3 separate regions of the Mus musculus genome follow, and all the other regions are linked to region 1. Evidence: chromatin contacts called from public promoter capture Hi-C data. All regions are on one chromosome and are shown on one strand. Each heading gives the region's core, a stretch centred on a gene start, on an enhancer-like site or on the middle of the called end of the contact. The rest is flanking DNA. Distances are from core to core; before and after follow the strand shown.

What was found. Promoter capture Hi-C pulls out the DNA fragments that hold promoters and counts their contacts.
Region 2: a contact with region 1 is called in a promoter capture Hi-C map of neutrophils, with 3 times the contacts expected there. The contact joins the promoter of Map3k6 here to the promoter of 1700091J24Rik in region 1. A contact is called at or near these places in 6 of 39 promoter capture datasets (embryonic stem cells, liver, neutrophils and 2 more), 5 of 484 Hi-C or Micro-C datasets (cerebral cortex, colorectal tumor organoids, embryonic fibroblasts and 2 more), 7 of 115 datasets of contacts at active chromatin or transcription factors (bone marrow-derived macrophages, embryonic stem cells, extraembryonic endoderm stem cells and 2 more) and 1 of 9 other capture datasets (embryonic stem cells).
Region 3: a contact with region 1 is called in a promoter capture Hi-C map of stem cell-derived epiblast-like cells, with 4 times the contacts expected there. The contact joins the promoter of Gpatch3 here to the promoter of 1700091J24Rik in region 1. A contact is called at or near these places in 6 of 39 promoter capture datasets (3T3-L1-derived adipocytes, HPC-7-derived erythroid cells, embryonic stem cells and 2 more), 4 of 484 Hi-C or Micro-C datasets (embryonic stem cells, nephron progenitors and pro-B cells), 3 of 115 datasets of contacts at active chromatin or transcription factors (acute myeloid leukemia and embryonic stem cells) and 1 of 9 other capture datasets (adipose tissue).

Annotation. Positions count from the first base shown.
Region 1 is chr4:133,432,838-133,436,467 of GRCm38.p6, forward strand. It overlaps 1700091J24Rik (a long non-coding RNA gene), which reads right to left and starts at 2,058. Exons shown (of 2, transcript XR_881474.2): 1 at 1,937-2,058; 2 at 1-388.
Region 2 is chr4:133,238,942-133,242,571 of GRCm38.p6, forward strand. Map3k6 (mitogen-activated protein kinase kinase kinase 6) reads left to right here and starts at 1,877. Exons shown (of 29, transcript NM_016693.5): 1 at 1,877-2,490. The coding sequence starts at 2,148. It also overlaps the pseudogene Fcnc-ps.
Region 3 is chr4:133,573,162-133,576,791 of GRCm38.p6, forward strand. It overlaps Gpatch3 (G patch domain containing 3), which reads left to right and starts at 1,584. Exons shown (of 7, transcript NM_172876.2): 1 at 1,584-2,049. The coding sequence starts at 1,599.

The DNA.
Region 1 (3,630 bases), core at 808-3,307:
GGCTTCACAAGTTCTGTCCATCAAGGTGCTGGGGGTGGAGTGGGGAGAGATGGAGCAGGATAGCCCATGCCATGACAGGGAGGAGAGAGACAAGCCCTCGCTAGGTTTTTCTCACTTATTCCTTTTGGACCCTCAGCCAATGGGATGGGATTCGGGATGGCTCTCCTCACTGGCTAACTGTTTTTCTGGACACGCCCTCACAGACACGCCCAAAGTGAACGTCACAATCTAGACTTGGCTCCATGCTACCAGGATGGCAGTCAGGACTAATCACCATGGGCTGGGAGGCGCTTACTTGGTAAAGTGCTTGCCACACAGGCAGGAAGACCTGCATCACACCAAAGCCAGGCTGGAGAATCTAATCTTCCGCTGAACAGCCGAATAACCACTGAGGATACAGAGCAAGAAATACACGGGGCTTCCTACGGTCCTTGCCAGGAAGTGCATTTTTAAAAATACACATGGGCCAGGCAGTGGTGGCGCACGCCCTTAATCCCAGCACTCGGGAGGCAGAGGCAGGCAGATTTCTGAGTTCGAGGCCAGCCTGGTCTACAAAGTGAGTTCCAGGATAGCCAGGGCTAAACAGAGAAACCCTGTCTCGAAAAAAAACAAAAAAAAACCAAACAAACAACAACAACAAAAAAAAAAAAGAGTTCCAATGAACTGAAATTGTTTGGGGTTTTAGGGGTTTTGTTTTTGTTTTTTTGGCTTTTCAAGACAAAGTTTCTGTGTTTAGCCCTGACTGTCCTGGAACTCATTCAGTAGACCAGGCTGGCCTCGAACTCACAGAGATCCACCCGCCTCTGCCTCCCGAGTGCCAGGATTAAAGGTGCCACCGTGGCCAGTGCAGATAGGATCTTAGGCTGGCCTTGGCCTCCTGTCTTCCTGCATTCCACTTACCCATGGTTGGGATTGCAAGCATGTGCCACCACACCCAGACTGATTTTATTTTTTCCCCCAGAGTCTCCTCTGGAGCCGGGCACTGTGGGTGGTACCTGCCCGGGAGGAGAAGCTGGGGAGGGAGACCCATTTGAGCCCAGAATTTCTAGTACAGCCTGGGTAACATAGCAAGACTATGTCTCAAGAAACAGTGATCGGTTAACAGCAAGTGGCTTACATACTTAGCCAGCTAGCCGCCCACCTCCTTTAGGAGACAGAGTGTCAAATGTCCTAAACTGCCACCAAACTTGCTATGTGTGGGAGACTGGCCTTGAACCACAGACCCTCCTCCCTCTCCCTCCTGACTGCTCTTGCTTTTTGTATCAACCCTTCCAAAAATTTACATAGAAGCCTGTGTGTCTTAGCACAGCTGATTTGGGGGAAAGGTTGGCATTTTTTAGTGAAGTGGTATGACATTCATATACTGTGACCCAGGACACCAAACCAGAAAAATGTCCTAGGCAATGCATGCACTGTGTGTCAGGGAGCAGATACAAAAACATTCAGAGCTGGTCTTGCTGGTACATGCCTTGAATCCAAGCACCCAGGATGCAGAGGCAGGTGGAGCTCTGTGAGTTCAAGGCCAGCTTGGTCTACAGAGTGAGTTCCAGGACAGCATAATGAGATCTGTCTTGGAGAGAGAGAGAGAGAGAGAGAGAGAGAGAGAGAGAGAGAGAGAGAGAGAGAGAGAGAGAGAGAGAGAGAGAAGGAATTTAAGAATAGACATGCACTAGAAACAACTCTAAAGCCTGTCAGAAGCATGTGGGATGGTGGCCCCTTGGAAAAGCAGCCTGCTACCAAGCAGGTGGACCTGAGCTGCATCCCTGGAATCACATGGCTGAAAGACAACTGACTTCCTCACCTTCTCTCTCATGTACACAATTTAAATGTAAAAACAAAGAATTTCAAAGCCAATCACTAGTAAAGTGCACAGATGCATTTCATTACAAAATATCTTCTTGTATTTGTAACTATATGTGTGGGGGTATGTGCTCACCAGTGCAAGTGCCCACCAGGTCCAGAAGAGGCTGTAGGAGCTGCAGTTATCGGCTGTTGTGAGCCGATGGGAACTGAATTCGGGTCCTCTGTAAGAGCAGAACACAGAACAAGCCCTTAACCTTTGAGCCATCTCTTTATCCCCAATGGGTTGCTTTATTTCATTTATTTATTTATTTATTTATTTATTTATTTATTTATTTATTTAGGTTTTTCGAGACAAGGTTTCTCTGTGTAGCCCTGGCTGTCCTGGAACTCACTCTGTACACCAGGTTGGCCTCGAACTCAGAAATCCACCTGCCTCTGCCTCCCAAGTGCTGGGATTAAAGGAGTGCACCACTACTGCCCAGCGGGTTGTTTTATTGAAAAACAAACAAACTGATTTCCTGTTTGTGAATGCCGAGGTCAGAGAACAACTTTAGGAAGTTTCTTCTCCACCCCTCACAGTGCTGACCAGGGTTGATCTTGTTTCTGCTGCATGGTTTACGCCAGGCTAAATGTCCTGGTAGCTTCTAGCAATTTCTCTGGTAATAATAAAATAGCTGTCCTGGAATCACAGACACATCTGTTTGCTTGCTTGCTTATTTATTTGTTTATTTATTTATATTTACTTTTGTAGATTCTGGGTATCGAGCTTAGGTCTTCCGTCTTGTGTGGCAAAGGCAGAGCCATCTCCTTAGCTCTTGGCTTTATAATTACACCAGGGAATATTAATCAGCAACGAAAATAGGTAAATTCTTCTTTCCAGCTACACAGACTGATGGGAGGCTAGCACATTTACATCAAGTTTGAAACCAGAAAAATCTAAATTATACGGTAGAGCATGGATGTTCTATGAAGACCCACGAAACTGGGACAGTAGGTAGAGGCTACAGTAAAGACTACAAGAACTACTGATTCCCTTAGGAGGAACTGAGGCATGTGATGGTGGCACAGGGACATGGAGCTGCCAACAATCTGCATTGCCTTGAGCTGTGTGGTGCGCACAGGACAGGTGTTTGTTTCATAATTATACATTATACCATATGTTTCTGACTTACGCACCTTTCTCTACCTGAGTTAATTTCACAGTCGTGTTTCTAAACGTCTTTTTTGGAGACACGTGCTTACTCCATAGCTGTCTTCTGCACTAGCTTCTTTTCCGTTGCTGTGATAAAACACCGTGATCCAAGGCAACTTATGGAAGAAAGCGTTTATTTGGGCCTACGGTCCTATGGGGATGGGGGTCCATCATGGCGGGAGGGGAGGCATGGCAGCAAGCAGCAGGTGGGCCAACAGGAGCAGGAAGCTGCTTCTGACACAAGCGCGACAGGAGACCGGAAGTGGAGTAAACTGATAAGCGCTGAAAGCCCCGCCCCCAGTGACATACTTCCTCCAGTAAATCCCACCTCCTAAAGGTTCCACAACCTTCCCAAACAGCACCACCAACTGAGAACCGAGCGTTTAAACATTTGAATCTATGGGGGTGGGGGGGGGGGATGTGCATTTCTTATTCAGTTCATAAACTTTTCCAATCATTCCCTTTAAAGAGCTAATAGGACCAGGTTCTTAACAAATGTTGCAGATCTGTGCCCCACACTCAAGATGCTGTACTTTTTCCTTGTTTTAAAGATAGTTTCCTGTTGCAGCCCAGGCTATCCTGGGACTTACTATATAGCTCAGGCTGCTCTCCATCTCACAACAATCTTCCAACTT
Region 2 (3,630 bases), core at 627-3,126, 190 kb before region 1:
AGTGCCCTTAACTGCTGATCCACCTCTCCAGCCCAGTGGAAAGACTTCTACCACTGATGGTGCAGAGCCTTATTCAAGATGGGACAACTGTGCAGTAACTGTCCCTGGTGCTGGGTTGTACGGATCCTGCAACTGAACCAATCTCAAGGGGCATTATGCTGCATCTGAGACCACTGCCCACATGTATGGCATTGACTGGACCTCAGAAAAAGGCATGGGTCACCCCTACTGTGGGATTACACATAATGCTTTGCTAGAGCACTCGATTGTCGGTATCGTCACTCCTTACAGCTTCCATCCCTTGGCCACCTCACTGCCAACTGCCTCTGCTTGCAGGGCCACTTTGTAACACTTTACAAATCTTTTCTTACTCAGGAGAAAACCTATAGAAAACAGGGCAGGGACACAAGCTTCAGTTCCATTCAAGGAAGAACTTCTAATCAGGAAGACGAATGGGTAGGACTTCTCCGGGCTTCAGATCCTAGAAGGATGCAAGAAATGCTAGGGGGCAGTGAGGTGAGAGATTCAACCACCCACTCGCAATCCTCCTGGGCCCCCAAGCCCAAAGTGGATGCATCTGAGGACAGCTTTCTCTCACTCTTTGTTTGCTGTTTGGTTGGTTGGTTGATTTTATGAGACAGGGTTTCACTCAGCAGCCCTGGCTGTCCTGGAAACTCTGTAGACCAGGTTGGCCTTGAACTCAGAGATTCACCTGCCTCTGCCTCCTGAGTGCTGGGCTTAAAGACATGTGCCACCACCACTTGGTTCCCATTTGTTTCTTGTAAGTGTGTTTTCTACCCAAACCTCTGTAATGGGCCACATTCTCCCTTTCTATTGCTCGTCTATCCCATTGGTTCAAACCTAGGAAGATATATTTTTTTCCTTCCATGAGACAAGAAGGCTGTGAAACAGAGGCTTCCTACCGTTTGTTGAAAGGTCCATTTGTCCAAAGCCCCAACATATTATTTTTATAAAGTTTTAGTTTTATTTCATGTGCATCTTTTGCCTGTAATTATATATGTGCACCATGTATGTGCTGGGCGCCTATGCAGGTCAGGAGAGTGCCAGGACTCCCCTGGGCCTACAGTTACAGATGATGGTGAGCCACCATGTGGGTGCTGGGAACCAAACCAGGGCCCTCTGAAAGAGCAGCAAGTGGTCTTTACAGCTGTGCTGTCTCTCATGCCCAAGCCCTACCATAATAAACGATTATGAAACATGGCCCTAACCTCAGAGTCTCAAAGTCTCATTTCTAAGTTCAGGGCCCTCTAAGGTTTATAGCAACTTAGATTCATACTATGATGTTAAAGCTTCTTGGTGAATTTGAAGCCGGGATAACCTTGTAACCCAAAAAGCGGAGACTTCTGGAGTTCCTTCAAAGGGTAGATAGGAAGTTTACCGTAGAAGTGCTTTTCAGCTCCATGGTCAAGTTTCGGGTGGACCAATAAGGTCCACAAGGTTTCACTGCAAGAGAGGCTCTGAGGAAAGCGCTTGTCAACATTCTGACCCCTACCAGCAGGAACATTACATGTGCCGCCTACACAATGTTTTGCTCCCCCGTCCTTCCCCCGCCCAGTGTCCATTCATTTACCAGGTCCCTGCAGGGCGGGGCTGTCCTGTTTCCTATCCCTGGGCTGGGCACACGTCTTACGAGCGCTTGCAGTAAGCAGTCAACAGTGTTTGGCCCGAATAGGGGCACAGGCTGTTCCGGAAGTGGACAGTGTCAGAGGTTCTAGCCGGAGAGGAGGGAGGGAGAGCCGCTGGGGAGCCTCATTGCCCCAGGGCCGAGGGTGGAGCCTTTCCCAGTCGGGAAAGGGCTGGGCCCAGCCTACATGTGAGGGCAGGACAGAGTGACTGCCAGCGCTCCCTTGAGAAGTCTGGGTGTAGCACGCTGCCGGTTGACTTCCCAGGACTCTTCTGTGACCTGTGAGCCGAGGATTACTGGGTACCCCAGATTCCCAGAACCCAGTCCTGGATTGCAGATCTGTAAGGACCGTGAAAGATTGAGCAAAGAAGTCTTTCTGGACTTAAGAGTTCCGGAACAGGACGTCCAGCCCATCTCCGGATCCCGACTGGATCCACACCTTCAGCCTCGTGCCCTGTCCCGGGTTCCCCGCGCCCGGGGCCCCGCGCTTGAGCGCCCCCGCATGGCGGGGCCATGTCCTGGGGCCGGGGTTCTAGAACGGGCGGGCAGCTGCTGGCAGGACCCGCTGGCGGAGGCGCTGAGCCGGGGCCGCTCGTCTCCTGCGGTCACGGGTCGGGGCTGCGCGCGGAGCCGGCCTCTCAGTGTGGTCTACGTGCTGACCCGGGAGCCGGGGCTCGGGGTGGAGCCCGGGTCGGGAACCGAGGCAGAGCCGCTGCCGTTGCGATGCCTGCGCGAGGCCTGCGCTCAGCTCCAGGGCACACGGCCACCCCCGCAGCTACGCAGCCTACCCTTTGCGACGCTGGCGCTAGGCGACACCGCTGCGCTGGACTCCTTCTACAACGCGGGTGAGCGTCTCGGGGCGGGGCTTGAGTCTGGGCGGGGCAAGGGGCGGAGCTTTAGAACCCTGACGGGGCGGGTGTGGGTACCAGGTCTAGGGAATTTACGGTAAACTAAAGCCGAACTTGAGACAAGGCAGTAACGACAGGGCATTTAGTGGATTATGGATGTGATGGGCTTGAGGCTGGATCTGGGGATTCAGGCCTGGCTCCGGAGTTTAAGTATCTTTCGGTGAGCGTGGTGCCAAGCAGGTGGGGCGGAGCAGGCGAACTCTAAGGGCGGGGCTGGGGAGGGGCGGGGCTGAGGGAGGGGCAGAGCTGCGCTTCCCTGCGTAAGCGGGAGAACTCTTTTTCAGGATGATCTCACGTTGGACTTTTGAGGGTGAATCAGGCCTGAGACGGAAGTTCGGTCTATGGCAAGGGGCCATCTCTGCAGGATTGGGGTTGATAAGTCCTAGCATACTACATCCCACATGGGACTAAAGGGGCGGGAAAGGAAGTACTGAGGCAACTCTTCGGGACTGGATTATAGGAGAAAGGGATTGTATTTGGAGACTAGGAGTCGAAAGAAAATGGGTGGGGCAGGGGTGGGTCTAGAGGAGATACAGGGAGTCCAAGGGTGAGGTCGGAAGATAGCTATTCCTCTCTTTCCCACCTACCGGATGCTCCACCTCATCCCTATTTGTTTATCTCCGAGTCAGAGAGCCTTGTATCCTGGACATCTGCTAAATTGTAGCTTAAAAATGAAGGCTGACCCGGTCAGACCACAGATAAAGTGGAATCATCTGCGTTGACTCATACAGTCCCTCCCTTGCGGACATTGTCACTTAAAGATGGCTGGATACAGTAAGCTACACAAACACACATAAAAGCACGACGTTGTCTTCACACACGATGATGCAGATCACCCTCAGGACCCTGGCTTCAAGACTGGAGAGATGGCGCTGAGGTTAAGAGCACTTGCTGCTCTTCCCGAGGACCCGAGGTTCCCAGCATGCACACGGGGTGTGCATGCTCACAACCACCTGTAACTTTATCTCCAGAGGATCCTGATGCCGCTTTCTATCATACACTCACACCAACACACACATACATATAAATAAAACAAGAGAGAGAGGAGAGAGAGAGAGACAGAGAAAGAGAGAGAGA
Region 3 (3,630 bases), core at 334-2,833, 140 kb after region 1:
CCCCTTGAGTTCTAGGATTACCCTTTCATCTGAGCAGAAACACCTACACCCACCATCAACCATCAACTGTATAAAAATTCTTAGAGAGGGGTGCGATCTCATGAGCCTTCCCCCTCCTCCATGACAGGAAATTGAAGGGCCTACTTTTGGGCAGAGTTGCACTCGCTATGAATTTAAAAATGGATCCAGGGCTGGTGAGATGGCTCAGTGGGTAAGAGCACCCGACTGCTCTTCCGAAGGTCCAAAGTTCAAATCCCAGCAACCACATGGTGGCTCACAACCACCCGTAATGAGATCTGATGCCCTCTTCTGGAGTGTCTGAAGACAGCTACAGTGTACTTACATATAGTAAATAAATAAATCTTTATAAAAAAAAAATGGATCCAGAGGCTCCAACGCCCTCCTCTGGCCTTCCTGAACACTGCACACAATCACAAGAGCTATACTGTTTGTTTGTGAGGGACTCAACGCCTTGTACGGAGGTCGTCCGAAGCTGGCAATATGGTTTTCGCCTATGATCTCTGGGAATAGTTTTCGATGTCTATGCATGTATTTGTACATTTAAAAAAAAATCTTTTTGAGGGCTGGAGAGATGGCTCAGCGGTTAAGAGTACCAACTGCTCTTCTGAAGGTCGGGAGTTCAAATCCCAACAACTGCTTTGCAACCATCCGTAATGAGATCTGATGCCCTCTTCTGGTGTGTCTGAAGACAGCTACAGTGTACTTACATATAATAAATAAATAAATCTAAAACAAACAAACAAAAAAACCAAACCAAACCAAAAAAAATTTTTTTTTCCCTCGAGACTTCTCTGTGTAGCCCTGGCTGTCCTGGAACTCACTCTGTAGACCAGGCTGGCCTCGAACTCAGAAATCCGCCTGCCTCTGTCTCCTGAGTGCTGGGATTAAAGGCGTGAGCCACCACCGCCCGGTTTGTTACAGATAATTTTATGTGCATGAGAATTTTGCCTGCATGTATGTATGTGCAACACGTATGTGCCTCTAGAGGTCAGAAGAGGGTGTCCAATCTCATGAAACGAGTTACGTATGGGAGAGTTCCCTCGTACGTGGGTGCTGGGAATCCAATCCAAGTATTCTGTAAGAGCAGCGAAAGCTCTTAATTGCCGGGGCATCTCTTCATCTCCCCCGTCCCGCGCCCTGAGAAAGGCTCTCTCGACATAGCCCCGTCTCAGTCACTATGTTGACCAGGCTGGTCTTGAACTCACGCACACCTGCTTGCCTCTAACTCTCAAGTGCCGGGTTTAAAGGCGTGAGGCACCACGCCCGGCTGGGTTGGTACTGTAGAGTCCAGTTTTGCATCAGACCTCCGCCACCTCCCGCTCAGCATCCCGGTGCTCTACACTGGTTCCTCCTTAGAGCCTCTCACACGCTGGACCAGCTATCACTGAGCTACAGCCCAGCCCATCGCACGAGTTTTCCATCTTCTGTGGAGCTGGAAACACAGATTCGGCCCAAGAGCAATTAAAACGAAACTTCAAGTACCAAACGGTCACCGATGCCACATTGACCAAACTCCAGCATCCGAGACGTGGTGCTCTCGCGAGAGTGGACGCCAAGCAATCATGTGACAGGCCAAGATGGCGTCGCCCAGGGAGCTGGACGAAGAGTCGCCGGTTTACCTGGTGGTGAGCGGGATCCCTGCCGTGTTACGCTCGGCTCAGTTACGGAGCTACTTTAGCCAGTTCCGGGAACAGCGCGGCGGAGGCTTCCTGTGCTTCCACTACCGGCACCGGCCCGAGAGGGGCCCTCCGCAGGCGAGTCCCGAGGCGGCCCGGGCTGGCCCGGACCCCGCCGCTGAGGATCCGGTTCTCGCCCAGGCTCCGGCCTCCGATGCCCGCGCTGTCCGCGCCCGGGGCTCTGCGGCAGCCCAGACCCGCACCTGCTGCTGCGTCGTCTCGGTGAGGGGAGCGGCGCAAGCCCAGCGGCTGCTTCGCATGTACTCCGGTCGCCGGTGGCTGGACTCTCAGGGGACCTGGCTTCCCGGTCGCTGTCTCATCCGCAGGCTTAGGCTTCCCACCGAGGTTTCAGGTAAGGGGGAGAGAATGGACCGGACGCACGGCCCTTGGAAAAGAGGCGCATTGCCTGGGTGGTTAAGATAGGTTATCACTGTTTAGAGCTTAAGTTAGTTCTGGACAAAGCTACAAGTTTTCAGCCCAATCTGCATGTTTTTACTCAAGGACTTACAAGGCAAAACAGACAAAACAACTGAGATCTGTATAGATAAGTTTCAAATGTATCCCCTCTTAAGGACCATTTCCCTAAGGGTGGTGATTTTTGTACTGACATGATTTCTTAAAAAGGATATTTGGAGCCCGGTGCGCTAAGGCACGCCTTTGATCCCAGCTCTCAGGCGGCAGAGGCAGGAGGATCTCTGAGCGAGCGAATTCCAGGACAGCCAGTGCTACACAGAGGAACCATATCTTGAAATGCACAAAGGAAACTTGGTTTCTTCTAATCTAACCTAGCGACTGGAAGACAGGCTCTGCAGAGGAAAGAGCTGGGGGCAGCAGAGAGGGGCTGGGCACAAGTGTGTCCATTGGGGAAAAGGAAGCCAGGTGTTTTAAAATGCCAGATGGAGAGGTTTAAATAAATTATTTTGAAACAGTTCATCCTAAAGAGTCATTAGCAATAGTGGTGGTATATATGCCTTTAGTTCTAGTGCCTGGGAAGTAGAGGCAGATGGATCTCTGTAGTTCTAGCCTGGCTTGGTCTACAAAGTGAGTTCCAGGACAGCCAAGACTATCTAGCTCTGACCCTGTCTCAAAAGTTAAAAAAATAACATACAAAACAAAAATGAAAAACTGGTATCAGCTCAAAGTTAAACAGTTTCATAGAAAGAGGTGTGTGTGTGTGCGTGTGTGCGTGTGCGCGTGTGCACACACACTCGAGTGCATATGCCGGCTATGGTTTAAGCAGAATCTTTAGGAGCAATGTCTTATCAAGACATACAGCATGAGCTGCCTCTCTATGTGTGTGTCTCTCTCATGTAATCTATGCTGGCCTCAAACTCTATGAAAGTTCCAATGACCTTGAGCCAGGTGTGGTAGTGAACCCCTTTAATCCCAGGAAAAGCAATCAAATTTCTATATTCAAGGCCAGCCTGGTTTACATGTCTAGTTTCAGACCAGACAGGGTCTGCCTCAAAAATAAATAAACAAAAGAAGTAACCTTGGGCTCCTGCCTGTGCCTCCCATGCTGGGATTATAAGTGTATGCCACCATATTTGATCAGCCCATCATTTTCTTATGGACTTCTCAAAACAATCCTTTGCTACCAAGAAAGATTGCTTATCTTGCTACCCGCTCTGAAGACCTGACTTGGATCTCAGGACCCACATAGTGGGAGGAGAAAAGCAACTCCAGCAAGCTATATCCTGGCCTCCATAGGTGCACTGTAATGTGCACACCGCAGTAAAGAAACAAAACGTAGGGGGCTGGTGCGATAGCTCAGCAGGTAAGAGCACTGACTGCTCAAGGTCCAGAGTTCAAATCCCAGCAACCACATGGTGGCTCACAACCATCTGTAATGAGATCTGAAGACAGCTACAGTGTACTTATAAATAAATAAAACCTTTTATTAAAAAAAAAGAAAGAAAGAAACTGTAATAAA